3 separate regions of the Macaca mulatta genome follow, and regions 2 and 3 are each linked to region 1. A link is a contact called in public Hi-C data. All regions are on one chromosome and are shown on one strand. Each heading gives the region's core, a stretch centred on a gene start, on an enhancer-like site or on the middle of the called end of the contact. The rest is flanking DNA. Distances are from core to core; before and after follow the strand shown.

Evidence for each region. A called contact is a pair of places that touch in the nucleus more often than the background predicts.
Region 2: a Hi-C map of fetal cortex germinal zone shows a contact between it and region 1, with 6 times the contacts expected there. The contact joins the enhancer-like site here to the promoter of TMEM161B in region 1. A contact is called at or near these places in 2 of 14 Hi-C or Micro-C datasets (fetal cortex germinal zone and fetal cortical plate).
Region 3: a Hi-C map of liver shows a contact between it and region 1, with 4 times the contacts expected there. The contact joins the promoter of LOC144341351 here to the promoter of TMEM161B in region 1. A contact is called at or near these places in 2 of 14 Hi-C or Micro-C datasets (fetal cortex germinal zone and liver).

The regions. Positions count from the first base shown.
Region 1 is chr6:94,685,318-94,688,772 of T2T-MMU8v2.0, reverse strand. TMEM161B (transmembrane protein 161B) reads left to right here and starts at 1,627. Exons shown (of 12, transcript XM_001085376.5): 1 at 1,627-1,761. The coding sequence starts at 1,759. It overlaps LOC106998831 (a long non-coding RNA gene), which reads right to left and starts at 1,565. Exons shown (of 3, transcript XR_013418416.1): 1 at 1,407-1,565; 2 at 941-1,039.
Region 2 is chr6:94,198,470-94,201,924 of T2T-MMU8v2.0, reverse strand. No RefSeq gene overlaps it. Among named protein-coding and RNA genes, the nearest start is that of CCNH, 410 kb to the right of the region's middle. Within about 2 kb of position 1,889, at least 11 of the 40 cell types and tissues checked have an H3K27ac peak or open chromatin away from gene starts, as enhancers often do. A contact at or near this core is called in fetal cortex germinal zone and fetal cortical plate, where this site is marked.
Region 3 is chr6:95,104,806-95,108,260 of T2T-MMU8v2.0, reverse strand. It overlaps LOC144341351, which reads left to right and starts at 1,779. Exons shown (of 3, transcript XM_078004529.1): 1 at 1,779-1,785; 2 at 3,190-3,425. The coding sequence starts at 1,779.

The DNA.
Region 1 (3,455 bases), core at 378-2,877:
TAGCAGCTACTTCCCACAGATACACCAACAGACAATTCCAGCCCCTCTCTACCACACTTACCAGTTGCAAGTGCCCTGTGGCTTGTCTATTTACAACCCTGTCCCTACACAGCAGAAGCGGAACCCTTCAGGAAGTTCTGGATTCATCCTCAGCAGGATCTGTTTCACAAACTATTCTCCAGTCTCACCTCCCCTCCAGCTATTCTGTCAGTACTTACGATTCCTAGATCTTCTTTAATTGTCACGCTGTTCGTCCCCCCACAAAGCCAAATTTAAACAACAAAACCCTCATACACTCAGTCTGTGTCCCTTTCCTGACATAAAGCAACTGACCCTGTGCATGCTTCTTTTGGATGGCTGAGAACTCCGATTCCTTTGGGTCATATACAGCTTGGATACCATACCCTCCAGGTACTCTGATAAGGAGGGTGAAATTTAGTATCTATACACCTGCCTACTCAACCTTCTTAACTTCCCTCAAAACTTCCTAGTTTCCCTTCCCAATTCCAACTTTATAAAAAACGTCACACTATGGCACAAAGTGAATTCATGGATGAAATTACTAACAGCTACAATTTAAGTAAGGATCCCCAAGTCGTGAGACAAATTTCTGGGTTGAAAGTGCTCTGTATATCCATTTCAAGCCTGCCTCCAGTACGACGTCTCATTATAATCAAATAAAAAGGCAGAAAAAGTTGACTGGAATAGAGTTTGGGAAAAACACAAAATTAAAAGGTGTATGAGAGTTTCACTTATTTGCATCTGATATAGATATATATCAGATAGAAAAAGAAAACCCCTCATACATTCAGTCTGTATCCCCTTTCCTGACATAAAGCAACTGGCCCTGTGCATGCTTCTTTTGGATGGCTGAGAACCCCGATATATCGATACATATCTGTCTATATCATAGATATAGATCACAGATACAGACAGATACCTATATGGAAAACGTCCATATTGGAACGTATTAAACAGGCAGAATTTTCTTCCTGGTTTCTCTGCTCTTGGTAGATGTTCTTCCGACTTCAATTGCCACCTGTGAATAGTGAAGAAACTTCTCACTATGAGATTCCATTGCCCTGAGGGAGGGAGAGCTACGGTACCCACTAAAGCAGGGAACAGAAGCAACTGAGGGGCAGGTCTGCGGAAATGAGGATATGCTAATAAGGGACCGAGTCGGGAAAGCTAGAGGGTAAAAAGAGGGCGTCAGTTAAGCTGAGACAAAACGACGGCCAAACGCGGTCTTGACACTCTAAATCACCTGGGTCTGGAGTCGACTCCCTTCGCGCACCCTCACTCCCAATCCCGGACCCCTCCCGCCCCTCTCCCGCTCCCCACACCAACGTGTGCCTCCGTCACCTCTCAGACAGTGGATGCGTTCCTGCTGAAACCACCCAACCTACCTCAGGGTCCTCGCAAGCGCAGCCACTGCGCTCCGCCCGCCGACGTACCTGTGCTGCGCCTGCGCCTCCTCCGCGCTCTCAAGGTCAGCACCGCCCCCAGCCCATAACCTGGCACCCACGGAAGTTGCTTTAGAGGACGTCCTGCGTATCTTCACCTCTGCGTGGCGTGGGGTCGACGGCGCTCTGGAGAAGGGAGGAACTTCCTGTCCCGCGCGCGCACAACTTCCGGCAGAGCCGGAAGACCCTCTCTTTCGCTGTTTGAGAGGCTCCCGGCTCAAGGACCGGGAGGTGAGAGGTTTGGGACTGTCCCGGGGACTCCGGGGTGTCTGGTCCACGACCTATCCTAGGCGCCATGGTGAGTTCTTCTGTGAGAGCAGGAGTGACAACGGTGGGGCGAAAAGGGTGGGGAGGTCAGTCCTGTAAAAAGAGCCATCAGGTGCTCTGCTCAGAATGGAGTGAGTTGAGACGTTGGGATGAGCTGCTGGGCAGGACCCACCACCTGTCCTAGAGTGTCTGAGCCCCTGAGGAAGCAGCGTTACGCCTGCCTGGCTGGGAAACTAGCGGGCCGGAGGTAGGGGCGTATCTGTCAGGGAGTATGGACTGGGTAGCCTGCCTGTTAATGGCCCATTTACTGTGTATGGCCTGTGGCGCCAGGTGATCCCAGAGTTGACCTTGCCGGGTCAATCACCTCTCCTGCGCCCCCTTCCCCAGCCGCAGAACAGTGGCCAAGAACTTCGGATCTTAGAAATGCGTTTAGCCTCTCCAGGTGGACACAACGGGTCTCCTTCTTGTACAGGATCAACACCTGTCATTTAAAGAAACGGCAGTCCCCTTATTCTTTACACTTAGCCATTTCATAATTGAAAAGGGTGTCAAATAGAAAACCCGAATTAGTAAGGACAGACTTTATTCGAAAGGAATATTGCAAGGGTGTGGAGGAGGTTGAAGGAACTGTTGCAGTAGGGAGAAGGACCATAAGATTTGCATGCCCCTTAAAGATTAGGCAGAAAGGGTTTGTCTTTTATAGGGAGGGGTAAATAAGACGTCAGGAATTGGGTGAAAAGGTGGGTATGATCCGACAGTAACCAGATAATGTTTTACCCTGAGCCCATCTATTCTGAGGAGGAGCTGTTAAGAGAGGTTTGTATATGTTGTTTCAGACTGGGGAAGGACAAAATTCAGGTACCCCACGGAAGAGAATCTTGAAGTTTGGCTAAGAAGTACTTTGTTCCGATTGATCTGTGGGACAGGTACTTCAGCAAGTCATTTACGGAGCAAAGGATGGGAATTAGAAGGGTCTGGTTATGGCCTTGTTTTAGGTAAACAAGGGGTAAGGGGGGTATGGATCGACCCTTAGGCTTATCTGAGTTCTACAGGAAAGGTGATTCTTTGCAGCAAGCCAATTTCTCAGAACACACACAGGGGCAAGGGGTTTCTTACCCTTTGCAGTTTTTCCAAGATCACAGGGCTCTGGTGAAGTTCATTATTGTCATTTTCTTCACTGTATACAAGATTTCAGACCCTCGCCTGCAGAGGCGTCTGTCCTGGAATTTAACTTCAGTTTGCTGTGTATTTTCAGGGCCAAATATTGCCAACGAACGTTATTGTGTGTGGTGATTGGCTTTTGAATGACTTAGAAACTTAACAGAGTGTAGAACAAAGATCTTCAAAATAATGTAGTTCCTGGTCCACTTTAACAGATAACCTATCTCTTTAAAGTGGTTTTTGTTTTGTTTTGTTTTGTTTTGTTTTTGTTTTTGTTTTTGTTTTTACCTCAGTGGATAATATGGTTTTTATTGAGTTGTTTTTCTTTTGTATCAGTGAAATCAGACAAGGATAGGGAACACAGAACTGGGAGGAACCAAAGCCTAGTAATCACTCTTCCATCCCCAGTTTTACAGAAGAAAGAATCTGGAGTCTAGAAATTGACAGTGATTTATCTAAAGCAACAGTAGTTTGGCAGTCTGGACTAAAACTCATATTTTCATTTTTAAAATTTTAGATTAACTTTTGACTTTTTGGTCTGAAAAGTTGAAGATAAAGTATAAT
Region 2 (3,455 bases), core at 640-3,139, 490 kb after region 1:
ATAAATTATAATATTTAATGCCAAATGTTTAAAAATGTTAAAAGAATGTAATGTCTAAATTTAAAGTCTAAGCTAACAAATTTAGGAGACCCCACAAATGGGAAATACCAATTAACAATTAGGTAACATTTTGAGTACTTTGAAAAATAATTTAATAATAAAATCTAAATTATAAATGCAATTTAAATCTTTGAAGAATTATGTAAAAAAAGTTGTACAATATGAAGAAACGAAATTTTGCCTAAAAAACAAAGTAATTTAGTATTGTTCTTATTTTCTGTTTATTATATTCAACTTAAAAATTGTATTTCTTGTGTATGTTTTGGAGAATCATTAGAGGTGGATTTTAACAAGAAAATAAGAACTTTTGCATTCATTCTTATGTTTTATATTTTTAGAGGAGAATTATTGTTAATGCTTTATTTTCAAGTGATTACTACTGTTTTTATCCAGTAAGTAGGAAAGAGTTCACCAAGATGAATTTTATAAGTATCTGTTTCTGTTTTGTATAAGCCTTGATTCCTATATTCTTGCAAGACAATTATGGTTTCTAGAGATTGTTTAAAAAGTCATTTTCAGTGGAAATCCTGCTGTTTCTACATATAATTCTTTCTCTTGAACTAGAAATTATTTATCCTTAATATTAAACTAATAACTTTAGTATCTGGCCCTTTTAACTATTATTGTTTTCAATAGAAACAACCCTAACTTACTTTTTCTTTCTTTCTTTCTTTTTTTTTTTTTTTTTTTTTTTTTGCCATGTAACTACCATTTCTGGCCAAAAAAAAAAAAAAAAAGAAAAAAAAAAGTTGTTTTTACACCTGAATCTTTTTTCTCTCTTTTTCATCCTTTCCTCCCTCTTTTTCTTTCTTTCTTCCTTCTTCTCCTTTCCTTCCTTTTCCTTTCTTTTTTGTCTTCTTTTATTTTTGGAGGATAACGTTATTGAATCAAGTAGCTGTTTAGAAGGTGGAGCGAATGTTACTACCTGTAGTCAACTGGCAAGAAAAATGAAAACCTTTATCACATGAGAAGTATTTAAAGTAAACAGATTTACTCAGAGGAAGGCCTGAAAAAACATGGAGTAGAAGTTACAGTCTGGCACATAAACTTAAATCTTGTTTGGGAATTTTTTGGTGGAGTGTCTTTCTAAAATGCAGTCTGCTGATTTATTTATTTATTTTTTTAAAAAGGCTGACAGTTAATTAGCACAGAGTCTTATTACAGAAGTCTCCTCTAAAGCAGACATATTCAAGTTATACTGAGGCGATTGTCATAAAGGGGTTGTTTGCTGTGGCGCTCACAGATGGCAGAAAAGACAGCCCAGGAACGCAAACAGCCTGATAATCAAGATAGCTTTAAAATATGGGTGAGTGTTCAACTCTGATGCTGGCAGCAGTCTCTTTTCAAATATCTTGGGTTTTATGTCCAAGTGGTTTACTTTAAAGCAACGTTGTCATCAAAGGGGTCCCAGAGTCAAGAATAATCATGATAATTACCCAGAATTGCACCCCCCCAATAATCATAATAATAATCCTGAATCTTAACCAAGTATAATACTGTTTGTGCAATACACTGCTACATTCAAAAAGATGAAGTGCTAGACAACTACGATTTATTCTTAACTGACAAAGTAGCTATAATTGTATGACTTTCTAGGATAATGGTTTAAACAAAAGTAAATAGTAAAAAAAAAAAAGGTCCCCCACCCCGCCCCCCCAAAAAAGATTGGAAAGCTTAGCTGTTTTTAGTACCCATTGATGAAAGCAGTGTTCTCTGATCCATGCTGCTATTGTTGGTTTTAGTTTAGCTCCCTCTCAATCAATATCTAACAGGGCATGATTTAATAAGGTTTTATAATCTCCAAAAATGGTTGGGGGAGGGTGGTTGTGGTATTGTCATTCATCAAAGGGGGCCTTTCAGGTTTCTTTGCTTTCACCTGCTGGGACCCATTTGGTCTCTTTCAAAGAGAATGCAATGACAAAATGAATGAGAAATGCTAGAATAAGAGTCCCTTATTCTACCCAATAGTATAATCAATGGGTACTTGTAATCCCTATTGTACCTCACAGAGGTAGTTGTAAGACAATTAAATCTTGCTTCTCAGGCAAATGATTTTGGTAGTTAACCTGAAACAGCCAACAATATTGAAGAGAATGAATGCATTTGAAGCAATGATGTAATGGGATACTGCTTGGCCAGAAAAGCAGGCATGTGTATTGATGTGCATATCTATATGTGTATGTTTATTTCAACACTCTATGTCCACAGTTTTCATGATTCATAGGTCCTTAGATATTATGTGGGTAAGTGGCAAGGATTTAAAAAAAATTCATAATCTGCCCTTTTAATTTATATTTTAAAAGAACACAAAAATATTCTTATTTTTGCAGCATTATATACTCTAAACTGTAGTTTCATAAACAGAAAACATTTACATAGTTAACATCAGTTTGATGTGACAACCAATTTAGTTTTAATTTCATTTGCATCAGCTAAATTCAATTTCTCTTTCCCTCCTTACTGAATTGCTTGAATGTCAAAAGGAAGCTTGTAGTCTTTCGAAGAGATACTCATTTCAGCCTGCATTATTTGTTCACCTTCAGTTGTGTGGACTTCCTATTTTATTTTAAGTATAGTCTATCAGGATTCTCATGGTTTATCCTTTATAAGAAGGAATACAAATGTGCCAAGTGACAAAATTGCATAGCGCACACAAATTCTAAAAGATTTGTGAAAAAAAGTATACATTTGTTAGGAAGTCTTCTACTTACTGATAAATATTAAATACAAAATAAATGGAGCAAAGAGATTGCTATGAGAAACAACATAAACATGCATTTTAGTTCAGAATAATTTAAAATTTTAATTAATAATTTAAAAATTAAAGGGCTCTGCCTTTAGTATAATTTAAATATACTTTTAATTTCTCGTGTCTCATTTATGTTGAAAATATCCATATTCCTTTGCCAAAATTCTCTAAGAAGCCTCAATTAGTTATTATTTATATTTAGTTCAAGCTTTATTCCTGAGGTACAAATTCTACATTTAATTACACACACAAACATGTAATAAACATACTTTTATCGCTGGAGGTACACATTTTCTTCTCCACCTAAGGGGGTTCTAATAAAAAGCTATCGATTTGGGAGATCTGTACTCCAAAAATGTATTGACCCAGACATACAGATATCACAGATGTGTGCTGTGCACAAAGTGCATATGTCTTTTCATTAAGTTATGCAGATATGTAGCTTCCTTATACATAAATAAAATTACTCTCCATTGATGCTTGTACACCTAATTCTCTCAATTATCCTTAAATATTGAAAAGCAACTTTCAGGGAACTAGGCATGTTGCTACATATGACTTCCAAGGCAGAAATATTGGTATCAGAATTCTACATACTTGTAGATTATTTTTAAAACCTGTTATTTTTCTATGTTTAGATCATAGA
Region 3 (3,455 bases), core at 530-3,029, 420 kb before region 1:
TGAGGTTTGTTAATAAGCAACATTTTACATAGAAATCTTAAGGAATGTATTTAGCTCAGATACCCCAGTGTTTCAAGGAAAGGGAATATGTTTTACTCTTTGAGCAGGTTAGTATCAGAATCACACTCAGTCAGGTTTCTTAGGCCCAAGGGAGCCTCAGAATCTGAAAAGGGGAAAAGAAGGCATCTTGGGGAGTAATGGAAGCTGAGGTTCCCCCGCCCTCTACCCGCTGCTGGGACCAACATCATATCTCCCTCCCATATGAAATGGCTGTATGCTATTACAGAAAAGACTGGTTAAGAGAAAGTGAATCTGGAATACATGAATTGCTTTTTTGCCATCCCCAACCTTGCTGAGTTTTCATCAGACCTGCCACGCCTTCACCTCTCTTACCTTCCCCAACAGAAGCCAACTACGGAAGTCATGTCGCAGAAGATATATATATGTATGTACACATGTGTATGTGTGTGTGTGTGTATGTACACACACATATGCATATACTTCATGTATATATATGCTTTAAACATATATATATATATATATAAAACTGTAGGTCTCAAAAATATCACCAGCAGCCCAAATTTGCCTTTATTTCAGGAGTAATTAAGAAGATCATAATTCTTAAAGAAGAGCTACCAAATTTCACTCCCTAGCGGCAGTCTCAGGGCGCACTAAAGGTGCCCGAAGCTGGCTAGCAGTAGGGCTCGGCCGGTTCGCGTGCCCGGCGCCAACCGCTGCCTGTGAGTCTGTGTCCTTGACTCACTCATTTCCCCGCTTAAGAGAGGATAATGAACTCCTTTCTTTTCCTAATTTGTAAAGATATCTTCTTTAGTCAGTGCTGAACTGGGGATGGCGGTGAAGAGGCCTGGGTCATGAACCTGAGGAGGTCAAGGCTCTGACCTCTGCTTGGGTCTCTCTCATAAAACCAAGGGACGGTGGGTAACTGTGTCTACGGGTTTCTCCGGTTTCCCAGAAAAATGGGCATGCGTGTGTGCCTGTGTGTTCAGTTCCATCCTACAGTCCTCCCAGAGGTCTCCAGAAAGCGTGGCTTTGTCTTCTCCAGGGCGGACGAATCCTAGAGCAGTCCGCAGAGCCTTGGGTGCAGTTTCCCTCGGCCTCCCAAGTCCACGGAGCCGGGCACCCTGGCCCAGGGCAGCCCTGACGGCCTAGGCGCGGTACCCATACAGCCAGTAGGTGTCGCTGTTCCCCTGCCGGCGGGAGCCGGGAGCCCCGCGCGGGCCCCCAGAGCCACTCAGCCTTCGGCTCCCGGCAGGTTCGCAGACCCACCCGAGCTCCCGAGAGAGGGCCGCTCTACCCGTCCCCGCCCCGGGACCGTGTCCGTGCTCACCTGGCCACCGCCGTAGCGACACTGCCGGCCTAAGGAAGTACCTTCGGGGAGAGAAAGGAGAGACGGGTCTGTTGGGGCGAAACCTGGGCCCCGACGGAAGCGGCTCCAAGCCGGCTTCTCTCGTAGTTCCCAACTCTCCCTCCTTTCTCTTCACGTGCCATGGGCGGCGGTGGGGCACTGAGGGCCTCCTGGTAAAATCCGAAAAGGGGAGATTCTACCGGGGTTCCATATGGGCTTTACGAATAAACAAGAGGTTGAAAATCCCAGCTTCGTGGGAGCTAGCTACAGAAAGAGTGGATTGGTTTCAATATTCTTGCCTTGAAAAAAAAAAAAATGGAAAAAGAAGAAGAAGAAAAAGAAAAGAAAGAAACCTAGGCCTGGCTACATGCATGGGCTACATACCACCTTGTACACACATATGAACGCAGAAATGCCGGGTAACCGCGATCGCCGTCCCCTCCCCAGGCCCAGGAAGGAGCCAGTATTTGGAATGTAGTTGTCTTTCCCAAAAGCGTTGCTTGCCAAATATTATTTCCTCTTGGAAAACCTAGCCGTTTGCGAATCTGGAATCTGCATTGAAATGCTAGGTATTCAGAATTCTGCGCCCTTCTCTGGTGTCCTGCGGCTCCCTGCCTTCGGCCTCAGTGTGCCGCGAAAGAGATTATTAATCAGAGGCATTCTTTTTGTGTGTGTTTCAAAAGAAGGGCATTTGGCTTATGAATACCGAGAGGGACATTTACAATGGGCACATCCTATAGGTGACTGGAGATTTTAGTATGATTCTGGTTGTTTTGTACAGGGAAATCACTGCTCTGATTTGAGGATAGGGAGAGGGAGACTGTGTTGAATAGGCTAAATTCAGAACCAGGTGTTATTCAGAGTTAGTTTGCAAAACGGAACTGGCTATGTGTTTAAATTAACGTCTAAAATCATATCTTCAGTCAAAATGGGGTGACATTTTGCAGTAAATTTTTTTAAAGATTCACATATTATCTATAAAATTTGGGTTAAAGGAATAAATTCGTGAAGAAGAAAAACATAACAAAATTTGAAACGGGAAGAAAAAAATTTTTCACTTAAAGTCCAAAATATTTCGGAACACCTCTTGTTCCTGGCCCTGGGCTCACCATTTCAGAGGGCATGGTTGGAAAACTGTCGAGTCGTTAAGGCAAGCCGTAATTTTTACCGTGAGGTAGCCAAGATCATCTTTAAATGTCATATACTTTTCACTATGTTTCATAAAATGAGCTTCTTTCTGTTAAGTCCTATATCTGTTATACAATTCTAAAATATTTCTGATTGAGACGGCAAATTAATCATTCGGTGACGTGGTGGTGAGGGGAGAAACACGTGTCTCATTGGAGGTTGTGAAGTTCAGTGAGGTGGTATTTTTAGCTTGAAAGGTCCAAATTCAGATATTTGGGTATTTCTCCCCCTCCCACCGTTTGCCCACCCCGTCCCCATTTTACTCTCTCTTTAACTCAACCCTTTGGGTTCCCTGTCTCCTTTTTCTCTCCCTTTCTCGCTTCTGTCTTTACTCTCCCCTTTATAGCGCCTCTCCCCTTTTCTCTCTCTTCTTTTCCTCTTCTCTTCCCTCTCCTCTTATTTATTGTCTGATTCCATGTCAAGTTAATATAAAAGTAGCAACTGGGACGCCCAGTACCCTTAGCAGACCCTCTCTCCACCGTGCGCAGGGCACTTTGGGGAGGTGTCTGTCGCTGCCAGGTTACCGGCCAGAGTGGTGGCTCTTGGTGCAGGGCATGCTGCTCTCGGAGGAGTTGGGGTCTGCGCGGGGTTGCGGGGCTTATTCAAATACCTCCCGCTGCTGCTGTGATTCGCAGGGACTCGGCCTCCATATGGTAATGCGGGGCGGGGGGTTGGGGGAGGCGCAGAAGGGAGGGGAGGGGAGGATGGGGGTGAGGGCGGGGTGGGAGGGGGCTCCGGCACTGCGCGCTCGGCTGCCGGGCTGGGACAGAGCACCCGGACCCGCGGCGGCAGCGGCAGCGGCAGCGACGCTACCCACCCTCTTCCCCAACACCCACCGAGCCAGCGAACCACCGAGCCACGGGCCCTCGGGGTAAGCCACAGCGCGCACACGGCAGCGACG